Linked DNA regions of Mus musculus: regions 2, 3 and 4 are each linked to region 1. The links are chromatin contacts, called in public HiChIP or PLAC-seq and promoter capture Hi-C maps. All regions are on one chromosome and are shown on one strand. Each heading gives the region's core, a stretch centred on a gene start, on an enhancer-like site or on the middle of the called end of the contact. The rest is flanking DNA. Distances are from core to core; before and after follow the strand shown. Region 1 holds the start of Gnas (GNAS (guanine nucleotide binding protein, alpha stimulating) complex locus). Region 2 holds the start of 1700021F07Rik (RIKEN cDNA 1700021F07 gene). Region 3 overlaps Gm40017 (a long non-coding RNA gene). Region 4 overlaps Vapb (vesicle-associated membrane protein, associated protein B and C).

Evidence for each region. Promoter capture Hi-C pulls out the DNA fragments that hold promoters and counts their contacts. HiChIP or PLAC-seq counts read pairs in DNA pulled down with a chosen protein or histone mark.
Region 2: a contact with region 1 is called in an H3K4me3 HiChIP or PLAC-seq map of embryonic stem cells, with 6 times the contacts expected there. The contact joins the promoter of 1700021F07Rik here to the promoter of Gnas in region 1. A contact is called at or near these places in 3 of 39 promoter capture datasets (cranial neural crest, liver and stem cell-derived epiblast-like cells), 3 of 115 datasets of contacts at active chromatin or transcription factors (embryonic midbrain, embryonic stem cells and neural tube) and 1 of 9 other capture datasets (liver).
Region 3: a contact with region 1 is called in a promoter capture Hi-C map of pre-B cells. The contact joins the enhancer-like site here to the promoter of Gnas in region 1. A contact is called at or near these places in 8 of 39 promoter capture datasets (the C10 cell line, cranial neural crest, embryonic stem cells and 5 more), 4 of 15 datasets of contacts at CTCF or cohesin (the G1E-ER4 cell line, embryonic stem cells, large pre-B cells and 1 more), 14 of 484 Hi-C or Micro-C datasets (the G1E-ER4 cell line, the HL-1 cell line, the HPC-7 cell line and 6 more) and 11 of 115 datasets of contacts at active chromatin or transcription factors (embryonic basal ganglia, embryonic forebrain, embryonic hindbrain and 6 more).
Region 4: an H3K4me3 HiChIP or PLAC-seq map of embryonic stem cells shows a contact between it and region 1, with 5 times the contacts expected there. The contact joins the enhancer-like site here to the promoter of Gnas in region 1. A contact is called at or near these places in 9 of 39 promoter capture datasets (the HPC-7 cell line, cranial neural crest, embryonic stem cells and 5 more), 2 of 484 Hi-C or Micro-C datasets (the N1E-115 cell line and nephron progenitors), 13 of 115 datasets of contacts at active chromatin or transcription factors (T-cell acute lymphoblastic leukemia, craniofacial prominence, differentiating embryonic stem cells and 6 more) and 2 of 9 other capture datasets (embryonic stem cells and pancreatic islet).

Annotation. Positions count from the first base shown.
Region 1 is chr2:174,296,389-174,299,315 of GRCm38.p6, forward strand. It overlaps Gnas (GNAS (guanine nucleotide binding protein, alpha stimulating) complex locus), which reads left to right and starts at 1,471. Exons shown (of 12, transcript NM_010309.4): 1 at 1,471-2,927. The coding sequence starts at 1,474.
Region 2 is chr2:173,521,103-173,524,029 of GRCm38.p6, forward strand. 1700021F07Rik (RIKEN cDNA 1700021F07 gene) reads left to right here and starts at 1,490. Exons shown (of 4, transcript NM_028158.1): 1 at 1,490-1,629. The coding sequence starts at 1,562.
Region 3 is chr2:174,931,450-174,934,376 of GRCm38.p6, forward strand. All of the region lies in intron 4 of Gm40017 (a long non-coding RNA gene), which reads left to right. Among named protein-coding and RNA genes, the nearest start is that of Gm30591, 9.0 kb to the right of the region's middle. Within about 2 kb of position 1,457, at least 13 of the 459 cell types and tissues checked have an H3K27ac peak or open chromatin away from gene starts, as enhancers often do.
Region 4 is chr2:173,769,309-173,772,235 of GRCm38.p6, forward strand. It overlaps Vapb (vesicle-associated membrane protein, associated protein B and C), which reads left to right. Exons shown (of 6, transcript NM_019806.5): 3 at 2,213-2,316. Among named protein-coding and RNA genes, the nearest start is that of Vapb, 33 kb to the left of the region's middle. Within about 2 kb of position 1,568, at least 80 of the 459 cell types and tissues checked have an H3K27ac peak or open chromatin away from gene starts, as enhancers often do. A contact at or near this core is called in the N1E-115 cell line, differentiating embryonic stem cells and embryonic stem cells, where this site is marked.

The DNA of each region.
Region 1 (2,927 bases), core at 221-2,720:
AGGGGATAAAAGGGGGCTGGAGAAGGGCTTGAGAGAGGAAATGAACACGGAATCCGCAGCTGGCGCTGGTGGCTGGAAGATGCGAGTCTCGGCAGCTGTTGCCACCATGGCACGGTTGGTCGGTGGGTTAAGTGCATTTCAGGTTTTCTAGTCTGCGAGACCACCCTAAATGGGCCATCAACTACACCCCAAATCTCCTTTTGCCTTTACCCAGAAGACAGAAGTACAAGACCTGAGCTAGGTGGGGGGTCTTCCGGTAAGCCTTAAGCCCCCTCCCCTATTTGCACGAAAGCGGCAAACATGAATAACTCCTAAGGGGGCTTTGCTTGATTTTCTGCAGTGCACTGCTGAGACCTTTATTTCTACTGCATCACCGTCCATATAAACAGAGCAAGCCCTGACTACAACACACTATACCACTGTTGAGAGCTCCGAGGTGTAATGGGGATGGGGGACATTGAAGGGATTTGCTGGAGCCATCCCCAACAAACAGCAAACATAAACATTAAAAAAAGAAAAAAAAAGGAAAAAAAAGAAATAAAGAAAAGTACCCTAGAGCATTTACGAAACAAATTGCGTGTTTACATTCGGCACTTCCTCACCCTGTCTCTACCCTTCCGGTGGGCTCACGACCACCTGTCGCATTTGTGTGTGTGTGTGCCTCTACCCCTTTCCTTGTATCCTAAAGCCTCCATTTCCTGACTTGGAGATGAGTATGGGTAATTGCCTGAGTGTGGGGTCCTTAGATAAGGAATTTACCGCATACTGGGGTAATCTGGGGTGATAAAGCCCTCCTGCAGTCCCTCCTCCCCTCGAGAAGAATCAGATGGGGAGGGAGGCTTTCAGCGTCTGTACTCTAACAGACCAATGCCCACGTCTTGCGTCACGTGTCCCAGCAACGCAAGAGAGCTCGCTCGCTCTCTGGCCAGGGAAAAAGCGAGCTAGAGAGACTCGGAATCAGTCCGGGAGAGGAGAGGACGGAGCCGAACGTCCCTACAAGGCCTCCGCTCATCAGCCCCCTTACCCAAAGTCGGGAGCAGCCGGCACCGGGAGCCAGCTCCCGGAGCCGGCTCAGCACTGAGACCTGCGTCCTCTGGCGGCAGAGAAAGAGTTCTATTTACGATTTTCGAGACGAATCGGCACGCTCTTAAATGCCAAGAAGGCGGAGCTAAAGTACAGCAAAGTACGAAGAGAGAACAGAAAAGTTCCTAAAGTTGTTGGCCGACCACAGCCCGAAGGGGTAAGTGTAACTAGGAAGGTGACAGACTTCACCAGCAAGAGATGACTCACTTCAGCCATGGTCCTGGGTTCTAGCCCCTGATTATCTATCCTTACAAAGTTTGGAAACTGAGGCTGGAGAACTTTCCAACAAAAATTTGAATTTTTTAAAAAAAAATTTTTTTTCACCCTAGTTTGGCTGGGTGCTCCGTCTTACGGGGCCCCAAATTTATTTTGAAAAGTCGCCACCGTGTTATGGGCATGTTCAACTGCCTCCACGGCAATAATATGTCAGGACAACACGATATCCCCCCTGAAGTCGGGGAGCAGCCCGAGCAAGAACCTTTGGAAGCCCCAGGGGCAGCTGCCCCCGGTGCTGGGGCTGGCCCAGCCGAAGAAATGGCGACCGAACCGGACTCCGAACCGTCTAACAATGAGCCCGTCCCCGACGAGACTGGCAGTGAGATCAGTGGACCCCCAGAAGACTCCAAATCTGACATCCAAAGCCCCTGCCAGGCCTTCGAGGAAGTCCGAGTGGGTGGAGACTACAGCCCACCTCCGGAGGAAGCCATGCCATTCGAGACACAACAGCCCAGCCTGGGAGATTTCTGGCCCACCCTGGAGCAGCCAGGACCATCTGGGACCCCATCAGGCCTCCAAGCCTTCAACCCAGCGATTTTGGAGCCCGGGACCCCCACTGGCGCGAGCCCAGGCCTGGGAGCCTATACCCCCCCACCAGAAGAAGCTATGCCATTTGAGTTCAACGAGCCTGCCCAGGGAGACCATAGCCAGCCTCCCTTGCAAGTCCCAGACCTTGCGCCAGGAGGTCCGGAAGCATTGGTCCCCAGAGCTCTTCCCGCGGAGCCCGGGAACATCAGATTTGAAAACGCTGGCTTCCGAGAAGACTACAGCCCTCCCCCTGAAGAATCTGTGCCATTTCAGGTCGGTGGAGAAGAATTCGGGGGCGATAGCCCACCCCCAGGACTCCCGCGAGTCATCCCACAAATCGGCATTGGCGGCGAGTTCCCGACAGTCGCGGTCCCGAGTGCGCTCTGCCTCGCTCCCGCCGAGAACGCGCCTCCCCTCTGGGTCCGAGGCGCCATTGACAGACCATTCCGCGAGGCTGTCAGATCTCCTCCTAACTTCGCATGCGACAGCCCCCCGATGGAGATCACCAGACCCCTGCTTGAGATTGGCAGAGCCTCCATTGGGGTCGACGACGACACCGCTGTCAATATGGACAGCCCCCCAATCGCAAGTGATGGCCCGCCCATCGAAGTCTCGGGAGCCCCAGATAAGAGCGAGTGCGCAGAGAGACCCCCAGTTGAGCGAGAAGCAGCCGAGATGGAAGGAAGCCCTACCACCGCCACTGCGGTGGAAGGAAAAGTCCCCTCTCCGGAGAGAGGGGACGGATCTTCCACCCAGCCTGAAGCAATGGATGCCAAGCCAGCCCCTGCTGCCCAAGCCGTCTCTACCGGATCTGATGCTGGAGCTCCTACGGATTCCGCGATGCTCACAGATAGCCAGAGCGATGCCGGAGAAGACGGGACAGCCCCAGGAACGCCTTCAGATCTCCAGTCGGATCCTGAAGAACTCGAAGAAGCCCCAGCTGTCCGCGCCGATCCTGACGGAGGGGCAGCCCCAGTCGCCCCAGCCACTCCTGCCGAGTCCGAGTCTGAAGGCAGCAGAGATCCAGCCGCCGAGCCAGC
Region 2 (2,927 bases), core at 240-2,739, 780 kb before region 1:
CATCTGATCTATTGTGGCCTTCATCATGGCTGTCCCCTGTGACCTCGGGATGTGTGTGTGCCTCCTATATCCTTGCCTGTCTGTCCTGTATGATGCGTGTTTCCCTTCTGCACCCTCAGTACCCAACCAGAATCAAGCACAGTGGGGCCCTTAGTCAATGCTTGCAGGAGGACCTGGGCTCTTAACAAAGCTTGCAGGAGGGGCGGGGCATCAGGCCAAGCACAGCAGCCAGCAGCTTTGCTTATTCTTAATTCCGCAGAGATTCCTAGACACTTCCCAAAGCAGGGGCAGAGTTTGCCTGGAGAGCACAGCGGATCTTTCTTCTCAGCCACTTTACACAAAGGCTTCCACAGCCACTGGACCTGGGAAAGGGGGACAGGAGATGATCCCAGCCCACCTGAGGCCCTACCCGCCCAGGAGCAAGGACACCTGGTGGTGGCCTGTTATCAGCTTATCGAGAACGCAGGCCAGGTCATTAACAGACCAATTCTGTCCTTGAGCAGGAGTGAAATGCGATGCAGCAGTGGAAAAGCACACGTGAAAACTCTAAGCAACACGCATGGGTCTCCTACAGCTTCTGCGGGAAGAGAAGGCTGGCTAGAGTCCTCAGCCTGAACAGGACCTGGTAGAGGCTTAGCCAAGCTCCTCAAGGAGGTGGAGGCGGCAGAGGGCAGTGTTCTCTGCAACCACTGGAGGTGGCTGGCAGCTCTGTTCGGTGATGCCCAGGGTCTGACAGGAGGGTGTGTTCTCTCAAATAGACATCACCAAGCTCTGTGCTCTTGGGGTTCTGCGCCCGGATGAGTAATCTAACATCCATGTTTATGTTTAAGTTTTGAAAAGGGCCAGGGACCGGGGCTGATGGTACAAGCCAGGCTACTACTCAGGGAACTGAGACAGGAGAACCTCGAAGCATAGGTCTGCCTGGGTTACAGAGTGAGTTCAAGGCCAGACTGAGCAACTTAGGAGCTCCTGTGTCAAAATTTTAAACAAGGGCTGGAGAGATGGCTCAGCAGTTAAGAGCACTGAATGACTTATCTTCCTGAGGTCCTAAGTTCAAATCCCAGCAATCACATGGTGGCTCACAACCATCTGTAATGGGATCCGATGCCCTCTTCTGGTGTGTCTGAAGACAGCTACAGTGTATTCATATAAATAAAAATAAATAAAATCTTTTTTTAAAAAATTTAAACAAGTAAAAAAACAAAACAAAACAACAAACAAACACCGAAGGCTGGGAATGTAGGTCCGGGTGGAGCATGCCAAGCCCTGCGAGCAATTCCCAGTATCGAAAGAGGAGGAGGGATCTTGGTGCTAAGTCTAGAGGTTTCTCAGAGGAGCATGGGACAGGATGACCACTGGGTGCTCAGAGGGCAGAGGCCAGGGGCAAGCTCCAGGCACCCTCATCCCCTTCAGGTGTGCGGTGCTCTCGCTTCCACTTCTGCTTCCGCTTCCTTGTCACGTGTGACCTGGCAACCGGTCTCCCAGCAACGGGACTATAATTAAGGACTCATAGTCTAAGGCAGGAGCACACGGGTTTGGGTTTGCGGAGACCGCGGGAGCCATGGCGCAGAAACCGCTCAGCACCACGGCCGCAGAGCGCATGAACCTTGTGGCCCAGGATGAGATTTGGTAAGACCCGTTGGGCTGGGCCCTTCTCACAAGTCGAGTATACACCAGGGTGGCCTCAGTTTCCCCACCAAGACCAGAAGACAGTCGACTGCTGGGAGTAACAAGAGCGCTCTAAAGATTATCGGGGTGAACATTAGGGACACAGAGATACCTCAGTCTTCCCACCCTGCCCTCCTGCCCACAGCGGAGACTGGAAGAATTCTAATAGAAAATTTAAAAAGAAGAAACAAAATTAAAACACTAATTTTTGACAACCTCGAAGGAAAGACGATTTGCCCTTTCTTGGTTTTCCCTGATTCTTTTAAATGAGAAGAAAGTTTAATTTTAAAAGATCCAGGCCCACAGGTTTGGGGGTTTGTGGAGACCTGGGAAGCCATGGGGAGGAAACTGCTTAGCACCATGGCAGCGTGGTGCCGCAGAGACAGGTGGATCTCTGTGAATTCAAGGCCAGAGTAGTCTACACAGTAAGACCTGTCTCAAACAGCAGCAGCAGGAGCAACAACAACAAATCCATTCCCTGAAAGACTTGTCTCCATCAGGCATCTGTAATGGATATTTTTGAGTGCTAAATAGTATTCCATTATTTGGCATTTTAACCACTATAGAAAGTCTAATTTAAACCTTAGATGCAAGAGAAATCTGTCCCTCTCTCTCCTCCATTCCCTCCCTCCCTCCCTCCCTCCTTCTCCCTCCCTCCCTCTCTCCCTCCCTCCCTCCTTCTCTCCTTCTCTCCCTCCCTCCCTCCTTCTCTCCCTCCCTCCCTCCCTCTCTCCCTCCTTCTCTCCTTCTCTCCTTCCCTCCCTCCCTCCCTCCTTCCCTCCTTCTCTCCCTCCCTCCCTCCCTCCCTCCCTCCCTCTCTCCCTCCCTCCCTCCCTCCCTCCCTCCATCCCTCCCTCCCTCAGTCAGCACTGGGTATGAATCTGGAGCCTCAGGAGTGCTGGGCATTTTCTCTGACACCTTGAGTCTCCAGCTTTCTTTATCTTGAGTTTAATCTTGAGTCTCCCAGGCTGGCCTCAAACTCGCCACCGTCCTGCTGCAGCTCCCTGATACCTAGGATGGCAGGCCCCTGCCTCACCTCCTCCCGTAAGCTCCCTAGTAACTGTCTCTGTGACTTTTGTCGTCTTTTTTGACACCTGTGTGGTTGGCTGAGAATGGAGACAGATGAAGAGCCGGCTTTATATTGGAACTGCTACATTGGGTTTGTTTTATAGGAAACTGTATAATTCCTGTAAGTGGAAAAGTGTCATTTCCCACCAACTGCACAGGCTCACAGTGGGGTTTGGTTTGGTTTGGTTTGG
Region 3 (2,927 bases), core at 207-2,706, 640 kb after region 1:
ACACACACACACACACACACACACACACACACACATACACACTTCTTTGGGATAAACCCTAGGAACACAATATTGGGCCTGTGATCTGTGTGTTTTCAACTTTATAAAGCTTCCAAGTTCACTGTTGCACATCCAGGCTACAAGCCTGCTACATGTTTTGTTTTTGTTTTTGTTTTTTTTTAAGAATTAAAAAATGCATAAACTTATGTTTCAGTTCCAAACGTAAGTACATATTTGTTAGAGCTAAACTTCCAGCATAAGCTAAAAGCCCCATCTCCATCTTAAACACATTCAAGGATTGCAGAGTGGCCCCAAACCTAAAGCATGAGAGAGCTGCTGAGTAGCTGGGGATTGGGCCTGACTTCCAGCTGCCACGAGGGGGACTTAACACTCCCTTCCCCTTCTTAAGTTGAACAAAGTTCACATTGCAGCAAACCAACTTCCGAACACTTCTGAGGACCCCTAAGTTGCAAATACTAAGTGGGTGGTTCGCGACTTTGGGCCTCTCCAGCTGGACGCCGCCTGCCCCAGGAGCCTGTTAGTCACTAAGTTGCCCTTATTGTTTATGCTGCTGCCCACCCTTTCCATCAACAACAAAAGGCAAAAATAAAAAATTCCCGTCGGATCCGCCATGCTTATCAACTCTGAACATGTGAACTCAGGCACCAGGGGCTTACGCCCTCCAATTTCTCTGAGGAAAGGGGCCCTAATTGCTCTCAGGAATGCAGGGGAGCCCCAGTGGCTCAGGCTACAGTGCTTACCCCAAAGCACTTCCGGCAGCCACTCAAAAGGCATGAAGACATGCCACGCTGCCTACAGAGTACAGGCCTTAAGCTAGGATACAATGGTGCTGTCCAGCTGTGAGCACAGGATCTCCCTGGCATCTTTGCAGATGAAGCAGGAACCCGGTTCAGCACAGGTGAACCATCGCAGCGTGAGTGTGCACACCGTATGAAGTCACTGGTATGGGGAGGCATCAGGAAATGGACTTGAGTTCTCCTCAAACCCTCGGGGGCCAGGTTAAGCTCCTGTTTCCTCAGAGCTACTTGGATGGCCATGCAATATTAACCACAAAGCCAGAGGTGGCTAGTCTAGGGTAAGAAACTAGGCACAGAATGGACCAGGCAGAGGCATCTCCCACCTGACCTGTTAATGTCCTGGTTGGACACAGAGGGCTCTGAGCTCTTAGCTTAGTGTGATGGTCCTCACCAGTCTCGGGCTTGGTTGGCACTGGGGTCTTATGAAGTTGGGTAACAGAGGTGGGACATTGTTCAGCTAGAATATTTGAAATTCTAAAATACGTTTCCACTTTCAAAATGAGCGTCCCGTAACAAGGGCTCTTTAAGTAAGTAGCAAAGCCTCCGGCCTTCTGCAAGATGAAAGCAGTCTTCTAGGATACAGGCCACCGTGCGCCATCTGCCGGGCGACTGGTAGAAGGCACCCGTAACAAATTTTCCGAATCTCAGCTGCAGACTTGGCAGTGGCCACTAGAGGGAACCGTAGTCCCCTGTCTCCCAAAGTGACGTCAAAGTAGTTGAGTTGTTTATCTAATAGGCCAAATTTTAGAAATAGATGCAAGTACTCGTCCATTAAAAAGAGTTGCGTGATTGTTATGTAATGTGATAGAAATTGCACACCTTACCGTTAACGCAATGGGTACAAGCCAGGCGTAGTGATGCGTGTCTCCAATCCCAGCTTCCCAGGGAGAGAGGCAGGTGGATAGCTGTGAGGTGAAAAGCAGCCTGTTAGCCTGTAGCAAATTTCAGGCCAGGCAGGGCTACACAGTGGGACACTGTCTCAAAGCAAATAAGATCAGCTTAGTCACAACCATGTCCACTTTTTAAAGTTTAGTTTCTGTAATCTTTTTGCAGCATACTTCTGTCTTTCCCCATCATCACCATCAGTCTCCGCTGTGCAAGTCTTTCTCTTACCATGCAAAGTGCATTCTTATCCAAAAACAGTTTCCTTTTCTTCAATCTTCTTTAACCCTATACCATACCTGTCTATCTCATACCTATAACATCTCTCTCTCTCTCTTTCTGCCAAGAGTTCCTATAATTATTAATGTTGGTGCATAGTTCAGAAACATTTTAATAAGATAATTTAAAAATTAAACCCCAGGAGGCTGTACCTAAAACTCAGAAACTGTATATGACATGTTAAATATCTAACAGTTATGAACAGAAACACAAACTACATTAACAGTCTTGCATCTTCTTAACCAATTTATTTGCTAAAGATGTAAGTCATTATAACAGACACTTAAAGATAATTTTTTTGTTCAGCCAGATATGTTAAGTCCCAGCACTTGAGGGGCAGAGACAATTGGATCTCTGCGAGTTTTGGGCCAGCCTGATCTACCTAGTGAGTTTCAGGATAGCCAGAGCTACATAGTGATATCCTGTGCAAAAAAAAAAAAAAAAAAAAAAAAAAAAATACAAAATAAAAAATTGAGACAAGGGGCTCTCTTTGTAGCCCAGGCTACCCAGGCTATGCTGAAACCTCATCTGTAGACCAGGTTGGCCTTAAACTCAGAGATCCACCTGCCCCTTCCCAAGTATGAGAACTAAAAGGGGTTAGCTGTTATTCTGGATTACAAGGAGCCAAAGCAGGGAAACGTTTGGCATTTCTTACTTTATTCCTTTTGAACGACCTGTTCACCGGTATGTGAGTTATTTAACAAGTATTTTGCCTCAACTATTTTATATTTCTTTAGAACTAAAAACATAGATGAACGATTGTCCCATGTATATTATTAACACATTAAGGTAATCTGTAAACCTGAAGATGTCTGCAAGCCTTCAAGTGGTTTTTAAAATGATTTTTTTAAAGAGATGGTACTGACAAAAACAATCCTTAAAACAACTAAAGTGCATGTATCTTCATATATATTCACACACACACACACAACATATGTAGTTCACACA
Region 4 (2,927 bases), core at 318-2,817, 530 kb before region 1:
GGCTGCTTCTCGTGTCTGCTTCATTCAGTACGCTGCACCGCTGTCGTGGTGGGTGGGTCTCCCAGACAGGAAGTTAACAGCATCTTTAGACAGCTCTGAGGCAGACAAGAAGCATTTTCTTTGTTTTGCTTCTTTTTTTTTTTTTCAATACTAGGGTTGACCCAGGCTTTGCGTGTGCTTTGTAGACCAAGCTGGCCTCAAATTGAGAGCCACCTGCCTCCGCCTCTGCCTCCAGAGTGCGGGATTAAAGGTGTGGGCTACCAACTACAGGCAAATCGGACCCATAGTGTGGGAATGAATGTAAGCCTGGACTCAGCCAGGCAGGAACCCCTCCTAGCCTTTTATCTCCTCCTATCTAGGAAGGAGAAACTTCTCATGGGACAGACTGCAGAAGGCAGGCCTGATATCCTTTGATACACAGTAGCAGGAGCTGTGGGGCAGACCTTTGGGTTTGTGTGTGTGTGTGTGTGTGTGTGTGTGTGTGCGTGCGTGCGTGTGCCTGTGTGTGTGTGTGTGTGTGTGTGCGTGTGTGCGTGCCTGTGTGTGTGTGCGTGCGTGCGTGTGCCTGTGTGTGTGTGTGTGTGCGTGTGTGCGTGCCTGTGTGTGTGTGCGTGTGTGCGTGCCTGTGTGTGTGTGTGTGTGTGTGTGTGCGCGCGTGCCTGTGTGTGTGTGTGTGTGTGTGTGTGCGTGCCTGTGTGTGTGTGCATGCGTGCCTGTGTGTGTGTGTGTGTGTGTGTGTGCGCGCGCGTGCCTGTGTGTGTGTGTGTGTGTGTGCGTGCCTCTGTGTGTGTGTGCGTGCCTATGTGTGTGTGTGCGTGTGTGTGTGTGTGTGTGTGTGCGCACGCGTACGTGTGTGCGTGCCTGTGTGTGTGTGTGTGCGCGCGCGTGCGCGTGTGTGCGTGCCTGTGTGTGTGTGTGTGTGTGTGTGCGCGCGTGCCTGTGTGTGTGTGTGTGTGTGTGCGTGTGTGCGTGCCTGTGTGTGTGCGTGCGTGTGTGCGTGCCTGTGTGTGTGTGTGTGCGTGTGTGCGTGCCTGTGTGTGTGTGTGTGCGTGTGTGCGTGCCTGTGTGTGTGTGTGCGTGTGTGCGTGCCTGTGTGTGTGCGTGCGTGTGTGCGTGCCTGTGTGTGTGTGTGTGCGTGTGTGCGTGCCTGTGTGTGCGTGTGTGCGTGCCTGTGTGTGTGTGTGCGTGTGTGCGTGCCTGTGTGTGTGCGCGCGTGTGCATGCATTTGTGGACTAAGGAAACTGGGTTCTATTTCAGGTTTTTCTGTTTTTTATTTTGCTGTTGTTGTTGTTTTAATCAGAAAAATAGACAGCAGAATAATGCCCTCCTCCCACAGCAGCGCCTGCTTCTTCGGATGGAGTGGGGTAATGGCAGTCTGAAGAGCAGGAGCCTAGGTTCTGGTTGGAGATGCAAGGCCCACACTGACTCTGAGGTGCCCCCTGATTGTGAACTTAGGTTTCAGGGAAGGCCACTAGGGGCAAAGCTTATTAAAGCTGTGCAGCAGAGAGAGTATAGCAGCCCTCCTATAACTGGGCCTGGCTGAGTCATGGGGAAACAGGTCCGAGGAAGTGAATCAGAATACAAGACTCCCTCAGTACAGCGGGGTGCCTTGGGTGAGCTCCCTCTGGGTTCTGGGTGGGGGTAGGGCAGGAGTTGGAATTGCTTTTCCTGCTGTGGCAAATCCAGCTTTTATGCCGTCTCCAGAATTCTATTGGCAAAATCATATTTCAAGCCTTACCTTGATGAGCTGCGTGGGAAATGGGGTGGAGAGAAGTGAAAACCATCCTGAAATGATTTGAGTTATTCTGTTTTCTTTCTCGAAAAGATCATTTGGCAATGTTTCCTTGAGAAAAATAGGACTTTGGTGTTTCTCCCATTTTATGTCTTCAGCGAGAGCTGTGAGATAGGTGAGGGTGGCTCTGTGTGAGCGCACAATCTTTGTATCAGAAATCAGGCACCCAAGTTCCAGACCCACCTACAGCTCAGCTGGCACCTGCTGTGAGGCTGGGACAGGCCCCAGTTTTTCTGGCCTTAACTGCTGACCTGAAAGATGGGGGTTGGGGAAGTTGTACATCTCTGCTGGCCACGGCCTTCCTCAGGGTCCAGATGGGAGAGCTGGGGAGCTGTTTTCCTCCACAGTGTAAGACCTAGCGTGACAAACGACTCCGATAACCACATTGTGACCCTCCTAATGAAATATTTTCTTTCTCAGTGATGTTACAGCCTTTCGATTATGATCCCAATGAGAAAAGTAAACACAAGTTTATGGTTCAGTCTATGTTTGCTCCGCCTGACACTTCTGATATGGAGGCAGTAGTAAGTACGAACACTTCTTCTTCTCTCCAGCCCGCTAGGGCAGCCATGGCGGGTGCTGTTAGGGAGGTGTACACTCAGGCCCCTGTACCACTTTCCCAACTTTGATGAATAGCTTTAACATTTTACATGGCTGTTCTTTTCTGACTCGATGAACTGAACTTGCTTCAATTCTCTGCTCTTGTGGACCTTCTCCTCCCTCTCCTGCACCACAGCGGCGTGCTCTATCCTGAGTGGATGCTTCTGGCCTGTCTCCAGCCCTCATGCCCGGAAGGGTTTGCCTAACATTAAATGCCCCTCCCCTCCCCCCCAGTGATACTGCCCGCTGTTGCTTTCCTCTGCGGAGCGGAAGTAGCTCTGGTCAGCTTTGTTCTTCCCTCTTTACTGAGGACGGAGCTTGGGTCTTGTTCACACTAAGCATCTGCTCTGTCTCTGAACAGGCCCTGCTTCTTTGTTCTTTAATTGCCTTCATTTTTATCCCTCCTTCCTCATGTAAGTACATGTTTAACAGTGTCCCTAATTTTGGTAAAATTAAGATGCCTTCGTTTTTTATAAATAAGCAGGATTTTATGGTATTGATTTTTCCAGAAGAAGGGGCATTAGAACGGCAATTC